Linked DNA regions of Mus musculus: region 1 is linked to region 2. The links are chromatin contacts, called in public Micro-C maps. All regions are on one chromosome and are shown on one strand. The core of a region is the stretch at or near the end of the contact, and the rest is flanking DNA. Distances in the headings are between cores, read along the strand shown.

Evidence for each region. Hi-C and Micro-C count contacts between places; a contact is called where the count stands out from the background.
Region 1: a Micro-C map of embryonic stem cells shows a contact between it and region 2, with 1.9 times the contacts expected there. The contact joins two enhancer-like sites. A contact is called at or near these places in 1 of 15 datasets of contacts at CTCF or cohesin (embryonic stem cells), 20 of 484 Hi-C or Micro-C datasets (the G1E-ER4 cell line, embryonic fibroblasts, embryonic stem cells and 6 more), 4 of 115 datasets of contacts at active chromatin or transcription factors (embryonic stem cells and heart atrium) and 3 of 9 other capture datasets (adipose tissue, embryonic stem cells and pancreatic islet).

Annotation. Positions count from the first base shown.
Region 1 is chr5:92,958,619-92,962,967 of GRCm38.p6, forward strand. Shroom3 (shroom family member 3) reads left to right here. Exons shown (of 11, transcript NM_015756.2): 10 at 3,473-3,745. Among named protein-coding and RNA genes, the nearest start is that of Gm36764, 48 kb to the right of the region's middle. Within about 2 kb of position 3,018, at least 93 of the 459 cell types and tissues checked have an H3K27ac peak or open chromatin away from gene starts, as enhancers often do. A contact at or near this core is called in embryonic stem cells, heart atrium and uterus, where this site is marked.
Region 2 is chr5:92,838,809-92,842,968 of GRCm38.p6, forward strand. The region is part of intron 2 of Shroom3 (shroom family member 3); the gene reads left to right. Among named protein-coding and RNA genes, the nearest start is that of Mir1961, 52 kb to the left of the region's middle. Within about 2 kb of position 2,808, at least 44 of the 459 cell types and tissues checked have an H3K27ac peak or open chromatin away from gene starts, as enhancers often do. A contact at or near this core is called in embryonic stem cells, heart atrium and uterus, where this site is marked.

The DNA of each region.
Region 1 (4,349 bases), core at 1,768-4,267, 120 kb after region 2:
CAGAAGAGTCCCCCTGGCAGCTATGTCTGGAGTTGGGCAGGATGGGAGGAAAGTGCAGTCACTGAAAGTATGATGCACAAGTATGATCAACATCCATCCTATGAGCAGTTTAAGAGCTTTTTGAAAGAGTAGTTGTTGTTGTTTAAGAACAGGCAGGAGCTGGTGGTGGCTTAGTTGTGGAGGGTGGAAGAAGAAGGGTGGTCAGGAAGGGTCCCAGCTCCAAGTTGCTGTGCACAATGTCTGGGAAGATGGTTGACCTTGCATTTTACCGGACCTTAACTGGCACCAAGGGACCATCTCAGATAATTACACTGACATTCTAGTTACAAGTCTCCTGGTGGAGAAGTGGGGCAGGATTCTTAGCCGAGATAGCTCGTGCTGGAGGTGTTGGACATCACCATCAGGCCCAGTCACCTCTGCTTCTATCAGGTTACACAATGTGGGATGGAGGTCTGGCCTCGTTACCATCTGAAACTGCCTTGACTTTCTAGAGCTCAGCCAAAGACAGCAGTTAACATGCAGGGTCCTGGATCTTGCATTTACAACAGAAGAAACAAGCCTGTCAGGTAGACATGGTTTGCCAGGTCTAGGCAGAAGCCTGAACTCCACTCTGCCCCAGCCAGAAGGGCTACATTTTTCTTAGGATAAAAACAGCCAACAAAAGCTAAGTGTTTTTGTACCAGTGTTTTGGGGATGCTGCGGCACAAGCCTCAGAGCTGCCACTCGGGGAAGCTAGGGTTGCCACCCAGGCACCTACTGCAACAAGTGCTGGACTCTCAGACGCTGGCCTGACCTTGTGATAGCACAGAAAACAAGGCCTGTCCGTATGGTTGTCTTCCAGTGTGCGTGCATTTGAGCCTCATAACATTCCTGAGAGCTATTTTAAAGTACTAATTGAAACCAGCACCCTGGAGCCAGACAACCTGGGTTTAAGCCTGGCTCTGTCACTTACTGTATGGTCTGGGGCATGTCCCATACCCTCACTGTGCTTCTCAGTGAGGCTGGGACGATACCTGTGTTGTCGGGCTGTCGGAGCCGTGATTGAGTAGTGAGACGCTGCTTCTGCCTGCCACAGAGCATGGGATCAATAAGACATGATCTCATCGAGGCAGGTGGAGCTGTCCTCTTGCTGATGGCACAGGTGAAGTGGCCTCCTGGCAGTGATCAAGTCAGAGCTGGTCTCCGACTCGGAGTCTGTGCTCCTCTGCTGCTGAGGGAGAAGACCCGGCAGGATGTTTCCTGTGCAGATGGTGTGTTGAACTATGTTTAGAAAAAGAACGCACATAAATAGCATCTCACACAGCCTGGGTTAGCAGTTTGTCAGATGTGAAGCTAAGTGGGTGAATGTCAGTGGCCTACAAGTTCCGTAGCTCCCGGGAGAGACTAGTATAGTATTAAAATTCTCTCTTTCATGGGCCGAGGAGATGGCTGCCGTTAAGAGCACTTGCTGCTCCTGCAGAGGATTCCCTGCAACCATACTGAGTGGCTCACAGCTCCTGTAACTCCAGCTCTTGGGGAATCAGACTCTCTCTTCTGGTTTCAAAGGCATCTATATACACACACGTGGTGTACATACATACAAGCCGTTACATGTATAAATGATAAAGAAAATTTAAATATTATTCCCTTCTCCTGCCCTAAATGAGTTCTGTTAAAGTTGGATTTTGTTATTTTTTAAAAAGGATCATCCTGGCACAGAAATGTTGGCAGCACTGCTGGCTTCCCCCTGATGCCTGCGGTTGCTCAGAACCTCTTCACTATAGTCTCAGCCCAGGTCTCCATAGTTAAAGACCTGGTGATCAAAAGCTGGCAGGCATTGCATCCACATACCTAACGGTGAGGCAGGGCCGACTGGGTGCCTGCCCAGTCTCTGCACTGCCTTACTGTAATGTACAGAATGTGCCCAGGCTTCTGTGCTGTGTTTGTGTGGCTCTGCCCAGTGTCCACGCCGTCAAACACCAGAGCTGGGTCTGGATAGAAAGACCCAGCTGACTGGACGTGGACTCTGGCCTCAGAGTGCCATATGAGTCCCATGCACCAAGCTGCCTACCTCCCAGCATGCGCACTGCTTAGGGCCTGAGAGCCAGCAAGCTGACTCCAGCAGACTAGCAGAAGAACGGGGGACCTGGGTATTAGTAAGGCTTATACAAGCACCCCCACCTACTGGGCCAGGTTGCCCACCCTGGGTCAGACCTGAGCAAGGTCTTGCTGTATAGCCACAGCTCCCCTGGAACTCACTGTGTTCCAGGCCTTGGCCTTGAACTCACAGCCATCCTTAAGTGCCAGGACTGCAGGAGCTCACCAACATGCCTGGCTGAGAAGAGTACTCTCTGCTAATACTTTGAGTGCCCAGCCTGGCAGCTGTACCTGCAAGGTTAAAAAAGACCAGGGCTGACTGGGCGACCTGACCTGACCTGGCAGTGTCTGCTGTTTCCCACCCGTGTTGCCTTCAGCTTGTCTCTTCATAGGCACAAACTTATCCAAGCTCTGTGCTAGTGGGCAGCTTGTTACTGAAGTCTGCTGCGCTGTCCCACAGTGATGGCTGCCAGCGGAGGATGCTTTTGGGGGGGAGGGTAATAGCATAATTAACCCTAATTACTTTTTCCCTCCCACTCATGTTACCGTGGGCCGAGTCTTCTGTTGAGGAAATGCTTAGACACCTTACAGCTTTTCCCTTAGAAGTGAGGTTTGTGTCAGTTAAGCTGCCTGTAGCCACGGAGATCTGGAAAGTTGAACTGACAACAGGATGTCACTGTTTAAGCCAGAGCTTCTCTTCAGAAATTAGTAGTTAGAGGCTTACGTTACATAGTTGTGGCAAGCAGGTCCAGATTTAGTTAAAAGGCAAAGCTGAGTGGCTTTCTGATACAGTGTCACCATCAGTGTGTGTAATGGTCATGTGAGAGCCCATCTGGTGATGCATGGGCCTGAGGTGGGCGCATCCCCAAGTCTCACCCTCCCCGCTGTATGCGGAGGACTAGATGAGGCAGAACCTGTAGCTCATAGTAACTGCCCAAGGCCAGCTATCCAGCTCAGCTCTCAGACCGTGGGTGCTGGAGGCCCTTCACTCCGGTTCCGTGGCTGCTCGTTTGTAGCCGAGGATGTTCACCCCGCCCCTCCTTTCTTGCTCGTGGTATTGTGCCTAGTAAGAAAGAAAGGACATTGAATGAGAAGTTAACAAACCAGTTGGAAAGGCAGAACTGTATGCAGCATTACACAGTGAGGAATATGACTAGTGCGTGTATAATCAGGTGTGGGCTGGGGAACTCTGAATAGGCTCAAAGAATGGCAGTTGTAGACATTCAGGGAAAGGCAAAGGAAAAAGAAAAAAAAAGTTCTGATTTGAGTCATCAGTCCCCACAGAGCTGAAGAGCTTTTAGCTGAACCTTGACGGCAAGGGCGGGGCCGGGAGTGCCCATCCACATTCCAGCAGCAGCCCTGGCTCAGCTTGGCTCTGTGTCTCTCACCATTCTAGGCTGAGCTTATCGGAAGCCTTACCCACAAGCTGGAGAGCCTCCAGGAAGCCAAGGGGAGCCTGCTCACGGACATCAAGCTGAACAATGCCCTGGGAGAGGAGGTGGAGGCTCTGATCAGTGAGCTCTGCAAACCCAACGAGTTTGACAAGTACAAGATGTTCATAGGGGACCTGGACAAGGTGGTCAACCTGCTGCTGTCCCTGTCTGGACGCCTGGCCCGCGTGGAGAACGTCCTCAGAGGCCTTGGTGAAGACGCCAGCAAAGAGGAAAGGGTATGTGGCCTAGCAGGTTACCGTCTGAGCCCTCTGTCCATAGAGACACTTCTCCGGGATGACCATCGCTGTGGGTTGAGAGAGCACCTGCTAGGCAGGATTCAGTGTGGATACTCTGGGCAGATGCACAGGGCCTAGGGCCTCTCCTTCCTCGCAGAGATAAAAACACATTAGACGCTTAAAGGAGAGGAGGACCACAGAACCACTGGGATAAGAGGGCAGAAGTGAGCTTCAGGGAATCTGCACGATGGGCCCAGCCGTGGGCAGGTACGTGGGCACGACTGTGCTGTCCTCCACTGGAGGGACAGTGCTGTTGTGACAGACACTTGGCTTTGCGCTTCATGTGCAGTGTCCTGAATCCCTACCATGCTGCATTAGTGCTTGACCTCTCTAAAAACAAAAATCTCAGTAGAAAGAGGACAGCTGACCCAGTCAGTACCAAACTCAGCGTCTCCACGTGCCATGATGACAGGGGGAGGGGAGGGGAGGGGAGGGGAGGGGAGGGGAGGGGAGGGGAAGGAAGGGAGGTCCATAGGCTTCAGAGCTGCAGTGTTTGATCTGAGCCGCAGTGAGGAGTGTGCGAAGCTTTGATGGCGACAGTGCT
Region 2 (4,160 bases), core at 1,558-4,057:
GACTGTGTAACACACCAGAGTGGGTTGGTATAAAGGATGAAGAAAAATCAGATAGGATTTTGATGGAAGTCATCCTTCAAGCCTGACTTTATCTTGAAGGGAAGAAAGGGCCTTAACAGAGTCCATTGCTGACAGAGTCCGCAGGGAAGGGAGGGGGAGAGCCATTTTATTTGTTTTCTGAGGTTTGTTTCCTTTCATTTCCAATTGTAGTGAGACACATGTACCACAAATTTTACTATAATATTACTACCCTTCTTGCTTTTTAATTTTTTTTTTTTTAAACAAAGTCTTACTATGTAGCTCTGACTGGCCTGGAACTTGTTATGAAGACCAGGTTAGCCTTGAACTCAGAGATCTGCCTCCCTCTGCCTCCTGAGTGCTGGGTTTAAAGGTGTGTGCCATCACTACATTCCAGCCCCCTAACACACATACCTTTTTCTAGATGCTATTACTATGTTGCCCAGGCTGGGTCTTAGTCCTGGGCTGGAGTCCCCTTACTCGCTTCCTATTGTAAGCACTGCCTTCCACCAAAGGCACAGCTGAAGCCTTTGGGACCTTAGCTGTCAAGTCTCATTGTGCTGTGACCTTCAGTTCTGACTGCCTTGTAGTCTTCCTGGGGATCAACAGGAAAGATGCCTGACAGGGGGGGGCTGGGAATGGCCAGTTCTGATGTTAAGCGAACAATCTAGGCCAGCCTTGTGCTGTGCTGAAGGACCTTCTGGCAGAACAGAGCTTCAGGACTCTCCACCTGTCGTGGTGTTTACGGTCCTGCTTGAAGCTGGAAGTAAGTCATTCTGCTGCTTAGCAGCTGCTTCACGACAAAGACTTGCAGAAGTGACTGAGTGTGAGCCCTTCACTGGGGTCCAGAGGAGAAGCCAGCAGGAGTGGCCATGGTGCATCTCCTACTGACCTAGGCATCGTGTTGATGGCAGGTCCAGGGAAAAGGGGGTATCTGTCCTTGGGGCAGCGACCACACTAGTTGAATGGGATCACTCTATAGAACATGGAGGTGGTTCACATTTATAGTCTGGCATTTGGACTTCTGGTGAGGTGACATGATCAAAGTGTACTCTGTTCAGTTTTAGATAAGTGAACATTAAGTAGGAGCTGATGTTATTTAAGCCCAGGAATTCTTATCCTAAGATTTGATATTGGCAGTGGCCCATTTACAGCTAATCCTTCCCATGGATATTTCCTGTCAATACAGATGGCTTCTTTCATAGTCTCAGCAAAATTAACAACTAGTAACTTAAAATTTATTATTTTTTAAAATTTTCTGTGTATGAGTGTTCTGCCTGCATGTATATATGCGCACCTTGTTCATGCTTGGGGCTCATGGAGGACAGGAGAGGTCTTTGGGTCCCCTAAAACTTTAATTACAGACAATTGGGTGCTGAGAATTAAACTTGGATCCTCTGGAATAGAAGCAAGTGTTTGTGATCACTGAGCCATTTCTCCAGCCCTGCCACTAGTAACATGAACATTAAAATGATAGTTAATGTCTCCTCTGTTGTCTGAATTAATTTTTATCAGGTTATCTAATAATATTGCTTATAATAAGTTCCCCTCCTCTTCCTCCTCCTCCTCTTCCTCCTCCTCTTCCTCCTCCTCCTCTTCCACCTCCTCCTAGTACAGACAGAATTGAGTCCCAGGCCAAGTATCGCATTTAGTAATCATCTTTTTAGCCTTTGTTTAGTGACACCCTTTCTTAAACAAGAGTCATTTTTAAAGAATTGTCCTTTGTTTCTACAGACACCGGGAACAGGTCTTAATTTAACTTTCTGACCTACATAGTTTTGTATCATTTGTTTTTGCCATAAAAGGGATCAGACCTAAAGCCGTGTGAGTGGCAAGCAGGCTTTCCTGAGCTATGCACCCTCCCTCACCCCTCACCTCCCCGAGTGTTATCACTTCAAACAGGGTCTCACTAACTTACCCAGACTTCTCTAGCCTTAAATTTGCAATCCTCTTACCTCAGCCTCCTGGCCTGGATTCCAGGCGTGTACTTCCGTGGCCTGCTCTCTGTATCATATTTGAAAAATCATTTATTTTGTTGAGTTTTCTAACCCTGAGCATGGTGCTACATGCCTGTGCCTGGTCCTTGGACCCGGGCTGTGAGGTTTCTTTCTGTCAACCCATCTAGTCTCAAGGTTACACACTTCCCACAGAGAGGTTCGGTAAAGCCATTGACCAAACCTCCTCACATCACGATGAAAGTTGTAAACAAACATTTGTTTATTCCTAAAATCTTCAAAGTTACCAAATAACCCCATGATCATAAAGAAGTATAAAAACAGGAGTTTGGTATAAAAATGGGACTTTGGTAGGAACATCAGAATTCACACTGTTGAAGAATGCATGATAAGGCTAGAGACTATCTCAAGAAACCAATGATGTGATCATTTTGGGAGAGAGACAGGAAACTGGATGAGGGCAGGATGGAGAAGACAGGATAGATGCAGTGGGCTTTAAAGTACAAGAGGAAGTAGAGGATATGGTTCAGAGACTGAATATACCTAACATGGAAATCAACCCCCAGCACCTAAAACAACCAAAAAACCAAACCCAAACAACAGCAAACCCAGTAAAAGGTGTTTGATCACTACGAAGGCTCATGCAGCATGTTTAATACCCCAGTGACTTGTGGAATTGTTTGGTGACCTGGTCATCGTGTTTGGTAATGTGATGGTTTGGGGGTGGGCTCTGTTGGTGAGGGCATCCATTGGGCAGATGGAACCCAGAGCTGAGCTGGGAAAGCATTTCTTTCCTAGAGCCTCTTTGTGAGTTTGGTCTTCCTTCCCTTGGGCGTAGCTGTGTGGAATGAGCTCATCTGTTATGATAATGGTTCCCCAGACTGGGCTCACTCCCACATCTCCCTGGAGCCAAATCTTTTACTTGAATGTCAACAAAATGGCAGCTCTCAGCAAGGGAACATTCTTGATTCCTGAGATGGGGAACGGAGCCAGGCACTTGTCCGTTTGTTTTCAGATGGACTGCTTCTTATGTTGTAAATATTTAACCATTCACCATAGACTTCTTACCGGAGTTTCTGTTTGGTTTTCTGTTAATTCCATTTCTCATAGGCAGATAAAAAAAGGCTCTCACTTTCCAGAAACCTTTTTGGAAGCAAAAATTTATTATCTTTGAGAGAATTTGATAATTTGATTTGGGGGAGAATGAGAGAGAGAGAAAGACAGACAGACAGAGACAGATGGCAAAGACACAGGGAAAGAGACAGAGAGACACAGAAAGAGACAGACAGACAAAGATACACAGGGAAAGAGACAGAGATAGACAGGCAGAGAGAGAAAGACAGACAGACAGAAAGAGAGAGAGATAGACAAAGACACAGGGAAAGAAAGAGACAGAGACAGACAGGCAGAGAGACAGATGGATAGACAGACAGACAAACAGATGGACAGACAGAGATATAGAAAAAGAGAGACAAAGAGATCTGGAAGGCATGTTTTTCCATTGATCGGGTAAAGTGAACTCACCCAGTGTACGTGAAGGTAAAATAGAAGGTAATGATATTTGTAAAGAAATAATACGATTGCCATGAGCATCCTTATTGTTCCCTTCCTGTCTTTGTCTCAGTTGCTGATGGTGATGGCTAAAACCACCAAGTTTTTGTTTTGGTTTGGTTTGGTTTGGTTTTTTTCCTGCTCAATTTCAGACCTTCTACTCAAAGAACCTACATAAAGTTTGTGGTTTTGAGAGTCTAGAGAAGGGCCATTAGCCACCAAAGCTACTGGGGAAGGCCGGAGTGATCTTATCTCTCTAAGCAAAACGACTTCCAGTAGCTTCCTGCCGCCAGGAAGTCCGCAGTCCGCAGTTCCGCAGTCCGTAGTTCGAGGGGTTCTGAAAGCCTCTCATGGTGCTTGCACTTTGAAAGAAACTTCAAGAACACATTAGGCATAGACTTTAACTCCCCTCTGTTTGCTGTCTCAGTGATATATTTGTTTATTTTAGGGCAAAGGGCCCATATAGCACCTAGTTTGTGCTTTTGGTTTAATTTATGATGCTTATGTTTGAGATAGTTGGTTCTTTTTTTTGGGGGGGGGGTGTTAATTTCTTCTTGCTTCTCCCTTCTCCACCCCCCACCCCAAAGATCTCAGGTTATATCAAGTCCGTGGACAGCAAAGCAAGAAAGCCCCTGA